Regions from separate parts of the Mus musculus genome. Here regions 1 and 2 are each linked to region 3. A link is a contact called in public Hi-C data. All regions are on one chromosome and are shown on one strand. The core of a region is the stretch at or near the end of the contact, and the rest is flanking DNA. Distances in the headings are between cores, read along the strand shown.

Region 1 (3,157 bases), core at 376-2,875, 460 kb before region 3:
ACCCAGGGCTGTCCCTAAAGCTGTTGTTTGTCCATGAACAACTGGACTGCCTTGTCTGGCCTCAGTGGGAGAGGATTTGACTAACCTTTTAGAGACTTGATGGGAGAGAGTTGGGGGTAGGGTGTGGGGTGGGGGATGGAGGTAGGGTGGGAAATGGGGGGATGATATGGGGTGGGGGACACCCTTTCAGAGGTGAAGTGGGGGGTTGGGATATGCACCTTGTGAGGGGGCATGAGGGCATCAATCAGGATGTAAAATGAATAAATAAATTAATGGAGAAATAAATAAAACAGCAAAAATAAGAAAATTAGTATTGAAATTATACTGACAACCTAGCCACCAGCCACTATCAGATAGAACTTGAGATCCTCAGTAAGATAAGGAAACTTAAATTATTATAAATTCATGCTAAATTAATAAATAACAATTTAAAAAAGTTAAAAAAAAAAGGTATTTCAAGACAAATGACAGGGGAAATTAATCATTTCCAAGTACCAGAAAACATACTTCTAAGAGGGAAGGTTACATAGAAACAAGAGCTTATAAAATTGTAAAGTAATACTCTAGTCATTTTTCATCAGTCTCTGGTCCACTGAGATGTCATATTTTCCATGTGTTGTGTCACATTCACCCTCCACACTGCAGAATTTAAACACATCCTGTGTGACACATCCTTGGAGCGCAATGGCAGATGACATCTAAGCTTCTGTGGACTCCTGGTGTTTGTAGCAACCCAGGAGGACTGGCTTTTGTTTCAGGGTATCTGAGGTGACAGGTGTTATCATATAGGCTCACACCATTTATTGGTTTAATATCAACAAAGAAAGGAATTAGAGGGAAGGTGGGTTAGATAGCAACACTGTGCTGTTTGCTATTGTCTCTAAGAACAATCTGGGACTCAGCAACTTTCATCAAGTTTGGATGGTATGTGTCGAATGATAATGTTTAAAGTCCAGGCTATGTGAACATATGTATTTGAGTCGGGAGTGGGGAACAGAGAGACAGTCACACAGAGACAGATAGAGACATAGAGAGGGGAGAGGTAGGGAGCAGAGAGACAGAGATAAGAGAGTTATTACTTAATAAGGGACTCTGGTAATGTAGCCTTTTAGGTTCAAAAGGAAACTCTAGGGTAGTTCAAAGTATTAGGTATAAGGATAAACAACATTTTCTCCCCAGAACTCAATCTGATGGATCACATAACGTGGAGTCTTCCCACTGGTGTTTACTTACTTAGATTCTCCCCGGTAAAGCCGGACAAGCCGCCTAGATGTCTGAATCTTGTCCAAATGCATAGATGACCTTGGATGTCTCAATTCAACTTCGGTTACCAGAAAAACATTCTTAGTGATGGTGATGGGAGAACTCAGGATGAGAGAGTCCCAGCGGCCAGGGACTAGCAACCCTTGCCCTCAGTGTGACCTGGAGTGAGTCTTAATGGCAACCGGGCCAAAGCTCTCACACTCACATCATGCCCTGAGCCCAGGGCCAGAGTGATGTGGTCTGGTGGGCAACCTGGCATCCAGTGGAGCCCAGTGGGCGCTGCCTCCTGTGTGGTACCCCTTCATTCCCTACTCGCGAGGATCTAAAGCTGCGGTTGTGGTCAAGAACGTGGTTACCAAGGGTACTGAGTGAGAGACCACGTGGGCACTGGGGATAGTGGCGCGCTGTAGCCCTGCTGATCCCACAATTCTCTGAGGATAATAAAACTGCTAGATGCACAGCATGAACTTCTTCTTCTTCTTCTTTTTCTTTCTTTTTTCTTTCTTTCTCCCTCCCTCCCTCCCTCCCTCCCTCCCTCCCTCCCTCTCTCTCTCTCTCTCTCTTTCTCTCTCTCTTTCTCTCTTTCTTTCTCTTTCTTTCTCTCTTTCTCTCTCTCTTTCTTTCTCTCTCTTTCTCTCTCTCTCTCTCTCTCTCTCTCTCTCTTTCTCTCTCTCTCTCTTTCTTTCTTTCTTTCTTTCTTTCTTTCTTTCTTTCTTTCTTTCTTTCTTTCTTTCTTTCTTTCTTTCTTTCCTTTCTTTCGAGACAGGGTTTCTCTGTATAGCCCTGGCTATCCTGGAACTCACTTTGTAGACCAGGCTGGCTTCGAACTCAGAAATCCGCCTGTCTCTGCCTCCCAAGTGCTGGGATTAAAGGCGTGCGCCACCACCGTCTGGCCAGTATGAGCTTCTTTGTCCTTGTTCACAACCAAGATGGGGTTGGAGAGCAGTTGTGGTAGCCTCTACTACTGAGTAGTGGTGGCCCAGCGCTGGTCTGAGACCCACCTCTTTGAAGGAGCACACCTTATTTCTACAGTGGAGAAAACGGATTCTCCCTTTCCCATAGGTATTAATTACAAATAGCTCCTTAGTTAGGGATAGGACTTTGTGCCCACTCCTCTCCTTTTGTGCTGGGATTTTGTCTGACATGAATTTGTGCATGCTTTAGTTGATTGACAGAAAATGGCCTCCGAGTTTTCTGGCGTGTGTGTTGTTATGGCTTAGTGGTTTTTGCCTTTGAATGTTTTTTCTTTTGAGAGTGAGAAAGAACATAAAGCTGGGTGGGTAGGAAGGTGAGGAAGATCTGGTAGGACTTGGGGGCTGTGGATATGATGTGATCAAACTATTGTATGAAAATTAAAAAAAATAAGAATGAAAAAGCAGCACAGGAACAGAAGAAATGCAAATAATGAATAACTGTTAGACGGAGATTAGTCTTTTCCAGGGGTGAGCCTCCTGATTGGTTATCCAATACCAACTGGTTAGCCCCAGGACATGATTCATATTCCTAACAGATGATGAATTATGGATAGTAGTTGGGAATAAGGCTTTTGGCATTTTGGCAGTTGAACATTTGATGAATTTTTGAATAATACTATCTACTATTTGAGAAATTCAAACATGTATACAATGTATCTTGATTGTATCCATTCTTTGTCCTCTGTCCAACTCATTTGAGAGTCCCCAACTTATCTTCCTTCAAGCCTCATTTCTCCTCCTCCTATACAACTCATGGAGTCCAATCTGTCTATGCTCAGAAGTATTGGGCCACTCACTAGGACAAGAACAATCTACCAGTGTCTACAACCCCAAAGGAAAATGACTGTCCTTTCTCCAGCCACCATCAACTGCCAATATCTCCTTACCCAGAGGCAGGGCCCTGGAGTCTCCCAATCCAT
Region 2 (3,009 bases), core at 172-2,671, 410 kb before region 3:
ACTGATATACATTTAGCTCTGAGGTGTTAAAGCAAAATCCACATAGAGGCTTAGTTAAGTGCTTCCTTGTAAGCAAGACAGAGAAGAAAGGAGAGAGAAAGAGAGAGAGAGAGAGGGGGGGGGTATGTGTAGAGGGTAGTGAGAGTGCACAATCTGTTGAGGAGGCAGAGACAGGTCAGTGCCTGTGCTCACTAGCCAGATAGCCTAGCCTATTTGGGGAGTTTGAGGCTAATGACCCTATCTCAAAAATCAAGGACAGTACCTGAGAAATGGCACCTGAAGTTATTCTCTGGCCTTCACATATATACATGTCACACACACACACACACACACACACACACACACACACACATACACACACACACGTGGCTCAGGACCACCTTGGAAGAGGAGACAAACAGCTCATTAAGAGGCAGAGATCACAGAGGACCAGCATTTTTGTGTCTTCTGGAAGGCTGGGGGATGCTGGACTCACAAACTCACAGCACCTGTGTTTTCCTGAACAAGATGCACACAAGATCAAACTGATTAATATTCTAGTGTGGAAGAGGTTGGGGAGAGGCAGCTCAGGAGTCTCCATCCCTAACTGAGGGTCTACTGACAGTTGACAGCTCCAGGGCAAGGAGAGTCAGTTTTCTTAAAGGACATAGCCCTAGGGAGGTCGATTACACTCCAGGGGATGGCCTCACACCTGAAAGCATAAGAGTAGCACAAAATAGTCTCCACTGGTTATTGAAATAAACAGAATGCAAAAAATGAATTTGGAATAGGGAGATGGGGGTGGATCCGAATGGAGTTGTGGGAAAGTGGGTGGTAAATATGATCAAACTATATTGTGCAAAACTTTCAAAGAATAAAGTATCATTACAAATGTTAAAAGAAAGATATTTCTATAGAATCAGTTACTTACTGCTTGTCCATAATTTCTATATGACACCGAACGGAAATGAGACAATTCCACTATTGTTAGGCTGGCTGCAACGATCGTAATAATTATGCAGAGTATGTTCAGGGACATAGTACAGAGAATCTGAAAAGGAGACATGGCATAAACGTACAACATTCAGAAGTACTTTGCATATGTTTTTTGTTTATCTGTTTGTTTTTGTTTTACTTTTAAAAATCTAGTTCAAATCTGTTTGTAGTTTGTGAAGCTTTCGACATGTGCTTATGCTTGCCATTTCATGAATCTATCATCAGAAGCTGCCAATTTTTGAATTCTATCAGTTCTCAAAACCTTTGTATGTTTGAATCCCCGGGTTTTATTAGCTGGGAGCATCTGTCAATATGACAGATATCAGAACTTTTTTTAAATTTAGATTTGAGATTTTATTTATTTATGCTTATGGATGATTTGCCTGGATGTTTGTCAGTGTATCAAATACATGCAGTGCTCATGAAGAACAGAAGGGGGCGTCCGAGCCACTTGAAGCTGAATCACAGATGGCTATGAGCCACCATGTCCGTGCTGGGGGAAGAACCTGAGTTCTCTGTAGGAGCAGTTATTGCTCCTAATTCCTGAGCCATCTATCCATTCCCAGAGTTCTTAATGCGTAAAAATTTAAGATCAATTGATTTCTAAGGTGTCTTTCAGGTCTAAAATTCTAATATTTTTATTTCTAAACAGTTCCCATTTACACCATGGACAGATTTTTTTTTTCTTGTAGAATTCCCTACTTTGATACAAAGTACAACCATATTCCCAAAGTGGGTTGACCAGAAAATGAACTATTAAAGCACGTGAATGTTCACATAGAAGAAAGGCTTTAGAGCCTATAAACAAATTTAATAACACTGGTCAGGCAATGGTTAAGAGTAGAAATTCAAACAAAATTATTATTATTTAAATTTAGATGTTTTTGCAGAAGGTCATTGTTATTGTTAACTAGTGTATCCAGTCTACATTAAGTAATCTGATCTCAGGTTTTTATTTCCCTCATTTATTTTTTTAGAGATGGTAAATTCCTTTCTTGTTTAGAGACTAATTTTTCTTTATTGTAAAGATTCACCTGTGTATCTTAGGAGTTGGAGTTACTGGAAGTTGTGAGCCAATGTGGGTGAGGGGAACTGAACTCATGTCTTTTGTAAGAGCCCCAAGTGCTCTTAGCTGCCGAGCCATCTCTCCAGTCCCAACCTTATCTTTTCATTCAAACCTCTTCTATTTTGTGAAAGTGCATACTAGAGACATCCCCCCACATTTCAACTCACCATATGTCTACTTTGATATTTTGCTGCTTTTACAGTGAAGGCCCCTGAAATGACAAACTAGACACAAAACACGTATTGGTAAATACTCATTGAATAGTATTCAGCAACTTAAGCATATTTTGAAACAGCTCTATTTTCCAGGCCAATGGTTTTCAGAATTGTAATAGTAACAAAGAGAGACGTTTTAGTAGAAGGGGTTAAGATGAGCTTCCATTATGAGGTAATGATTTTTTCAAAAGGTGTCAGGTATTGAAAGTAGCAGGAGGGTCACAACAGGCATAAGCAGGGGACAGAGGGCAGGATTGAGGCTGTAGGCTTCTTAAGCCCTCCCGAACCCACAGTCAAGTTTGGTTATGTGATTCCTCTTACATAACTCATTCAGGTGCTATTCCAACTTTTACCCCCAGTAAGAAGTCAGGGACTGCCATGACTGTGTACACATTCAGATGTGGAAAAGGTGGCCCATAAACCCACTTGGACATCATGACTGTACAAAGTAGTCTCTCCATTGAGAGGCTATAGTCTCCATTAAGGCCACAGGGTGCCCGAATTTTCACTTTATTTATCCATTCATGCATGCGTGCATGTCTGGTATATGTGTGTGGTTTATGCACACGGGTGTGCAGGCACATGCCTTTAATCACACATGGTGTAAGGCAGAGTGGTTTGTCTTTCTTGCTCCTCACTTGGTTGCCTTGAGACAGGGTTTCTCAGGAAACTGGAAGTTTGCTGTGGCAGCTGGGCTGGCAGACCACTGAGCGCTTGGAATTTGCCTGTCCTCGCCCCACACTGCTGCTGTTA
Region 3 (3,341 bases), core at 531-3,030:
GAGTGAGCAGTATAGTCAGGAATCCCTGACTATAGGCAAACTCAATGTAATGCCAAGAGATACATTTAACTTCCTCAAACTTATGATTGTTTGTTTGGGGGGGGGGAAGAACCAAGATATATGTGATATACAACTATTTCTTGTCCAGGTATTCCTTATCATCTATACTTCTGTCTCCTCTCTCCAATATCTACTAAGGACCCTCCCCATTTAAAAAAAAAGCCACGTGGTATACATTTCACGATGGCTGATTATTCTGTCTGATATTCTTAGTGGCATTGACTAATATATCCCAGAGGAACACCAGGGAAGATTCAAGTGGCCTCTAGCATACTTACCCCAGAGAAAGCAGAGGAGCTCTGTTTCCACCACAGTGTGGCAGTGAGGACAGCCAGGCCAAGCTCCAACACACTGCTGATTAGCATCAGTGAAAAGACTCCCTAAATTCAGGAGAAGAGAGGATGGTGTGACTGAGTCAGCTGATGCCCTCATTCCTGGGTGGAAGGTGATTGTAAAGATGAAACCATCTTCACCATCAGAGACACCATCAAGAAGGGAAAGGATCCTCCCAGACCTACAGATGGGCTAAAATTGATGCCTGGTCCCTTTATTCCTTGGAGCAAGTAGGGGAAGAGAACAAGCTAAATCAACAAAGCCATTTTCTGCCATTTCTCACCCTTCTTGGACATGGATCCTGACTATACTGTTCACTCAATGAGGAAGTAGAGAGGAGTAGTGACCCCAGGTCAGAGTCAACAGTTCCTGCTCTTGGCTCTCTTGATTAGTGTGGGGCTGGGTAAGTCTTTAATTTTCTAGTTTCTGTATGCTCTCTTATCACACCTGTGTAGTATTTCCTCTGCAGAGACTTGTGAGGGTTAGTGAGGTTCTGATCATGCAAGCAAACTCTTTTTAAGTTGGCATTGATAGAACCTTCTTCCTTAGGATTGATTTGTGTGTGTGTGTGTGTGTGTATGTGTGTGTGTGTGTGTGTGTGTGTGTGTGTGATGGTGAAAGGCAGAAAAGCAATCCAGTTTCTAAGTCTGTGACATCAAAAATCAACTCAAAGAAGGATCTATGTAAAGAACACATATCCCGTGACTCTGTCCCAAGGTCTTCATGAAGATCGCTTGATAGGAAGGAAGATGAGTGTCACACTGTAAACTCTTCATTTATCTGCGCACACGGCACGGGTAGAAAAGAGACGGCGCATGCCTCCAGTACCTAGACACTGTCCCAGGAAATACACTCAAGCCAGTCTCTGACTTACAGTGTGAAACTATCCCATGATGCCATCATTCTTTGTGGTCCACCCAGATTCCTCCCCAATTCTTCAGGCTTCTAAAATCAGGCATAGTTATTCCAGATGTTAATTTTCTCGCATTGTTATGTGTCTAATGCAAACATTTTTTATTGTTGTGGTTTTCATAACTAAGGAAGACTCCCTGGGCCCAGCTCCATAAGGATCTGAGAAAGCCTGGGGTTGAGAACTGATTGACTGTGATTTGTCTAGCTGTCTCTTGCTCATCTGACTTTTATAGTTACAGGACTATGGATGTGTTTCTGATGAGATGGAGGCCCTCACATCCTGCCAGTTACTCTTCTCCATTTCTCTGGATTTCTTTTTCTCCTCATTTAACAATCCCATCTCTTTGTGTTGTAATGAAAGCAGCCTTGAGCTCACTTCCACACGGGCTTGGTGCTCCTTGCTACTGTGATTACTGGAGGGAGTAGATGCCCTGACTTCCCCCCTACCCCCGCATTTCCCACGCTGTTTCTCAACTTGTGGCTGAGGTTTGCTCAGTTCACTTCATGCCTGTACCACACACATGCACCATGGTTCATGCATTTCCTGATTATCTGTTTTCTTTTGTTTCGTTTTTCTGGTATGCTTGCCTCTCTTCACTCACTACCCCATAAAGTAAGACTCTTGGTTTGACAACCTCATCCTTTATGCCTCTAAAACTGCATCCTTTATTCCTCTAATGCCTTCTTAATCCTTAGAAAATAGGGGTGGTCTTTATAGTTTTATCATCTACTTAATTTGGTAATTTCCCTCAATATTTTGCTATTACTACACGACCACTCGGTGTAGAATTTTAACAATATGTTCATTCTTGCCTCTGTCTTCCATGACTCTGGCTTTATCCTAAATGTACAAGCAAGAGTTAAAATAAAAATAAAAATGTCTATGAAAATACCACAATGAAACCAATTACTTTATATATTAGTTTTAAAAACTAATAAATTAAAAACAAAAACAACAACAACAAAAAGAATGAACAGAGTTTTGAATCAGGGAACAGAAGAAATATGCTGTCAAAAAACATCTTTAAAACCTGGAACATTTCCTTTTGAAATACTTACAGTCAGAGCAGCTTTGGCCACGAAGCAGCTGTTTAATGGCTCAGGGCTAAAGAAATGATAAGCATCTTGGGTTGTGTCTAGTTGTGTGAAAGCCAGCTTACATTGCTGCAAGGCAGGCTCTAAAGCAGCCAAACTGACAGAGAGAATAGCGATGCCTGTAAGAGCAGAGAGGACACTCAGGATGCTCAGGGCTAGGCTGCTGTGAACCTGGAATGACAACACACATCACATATGCCTCTTATTCACTACACTATAATAGGCCCAGCTGCTTGTCTCTTTCAGGATCTAAACCTACAATAGTTTATTTCTCAATGCCCTCTAGTGTCTGCAAACATATAAACCCAGAAGGTAAATTATGATTGGGAAAGTATGATCCCATGCCAGACAGTACTTCAGAGGCAGGGAAGAAAATAGTGTCTTTCTATCAGCTTCATCTATGACTACAAGTAGCATCCTGTTAGATAAACCTGAAAATTCTCCGATAGCGTGTAGCCAAAGGTGGGAATACAGAACCCAAATTTTCCCTATCTACCAATACCTTTAGTGATACAATTTGGATCTTGCATGCCTCCCCTGACCCCAAAAAATTGTGTGATGAAGACCTAATTTCCAGGTGGATGCTAGTGTAAAGTGGTAGAAACATTTGCCAGTGTAGCCTGATTGAAGATTTGTCATACCTTGTTTCCAAACATGCTCTGCCTCTCTAGTAGTTCCAAAGGAACAGATTCACACAGTCATGTATGAAGACTTCTTAAAATGTAAGCCCAAATAAACCTTTCTTCTTCATAAGTTGATTCATCCCATGTGTTTGTTGCAGAAAGTAAATCTGACTCATATACTTAGAGACCTCCATGGAACCCTCAGAAACACACAAGAGTGGTGGGTAGAGTAGTTAATACTCCCACCACCTGGCATACAACCTCTCTCTCAAAAGCACATACACCTGAAGATAAATGTGAGGACCTGGTTTGTAACAT

What was found. Hi-C and Micro-C count contacts between places; a contact is called where the count stands out from the background.
Region 1: a contact with region 3 is called in a Hi-C map of Th1 cells, with 4 times the contacts expected there. A contact is called at or near these places in 3 of 39 promoter capture datasets (embryonic stem cells, liver and stem cell-derived epiblast-like cells), 1 of 484 Hi-C or Micro-C datasets (Th1 cells) and 1 of 9 other capture datasets (liver).
Region 2: a Hi-C map of bone marrow-derived macrophages shows a contact between it and region 3, with 18 read pairs. A contact is called at or near these places in 1 of 39 promoter capture datasets (cranial neural crest), 5 of 484 Hi-C or Micro-C datasets (bone marrow-derived macrophages, conventional type 1 dendritic cells, embryonic stem cells and 1 more) and 1 of 9 other capture datasets (embryonic stem cells).

What each region holds. Positions count from the first base shown.
Region 1 is chr19:11,129,253-11,132,409 of GRCm38.p6, forward strand. It overlaps Ms4a20 (membrane-spanning 4-domains, subfamily A, member 20), which reads right to left and starts at 1,626. Exons shown (of 7, transcript NM_027058.1): 1 at 1,234-1,626.
Region 2 is chr19:11,182,895-11,185,903 of GRCm38.p6, forward strand. Ms4a13 (membrane-spanning 4-domains, subfamily A, member 13) reads right to left here. Exons shown (of 7, transcript NM_001347435.1): 4 at 2,209-2,265; 5 at 911-1,030. Among named protein-coding and RNA genes, the nearest start is that of Ms4a13, 12 kb to the right of the region's middle.
Region 3 is chr19:11,587,626-11,590,966 of GRCm38.p6, forward strand. Ms4a6d (membrane-spanning 4-domains, subfamily A, member 6D) reads right to left here. Exons shown (of 7, transcript NM_026835.2): 5 at 2,365-2,571; 6 at 339-440. Among named protein-coding and RNA genes, the nearest start is that of Ms4a6d, 16 kb to the right of the region's middle.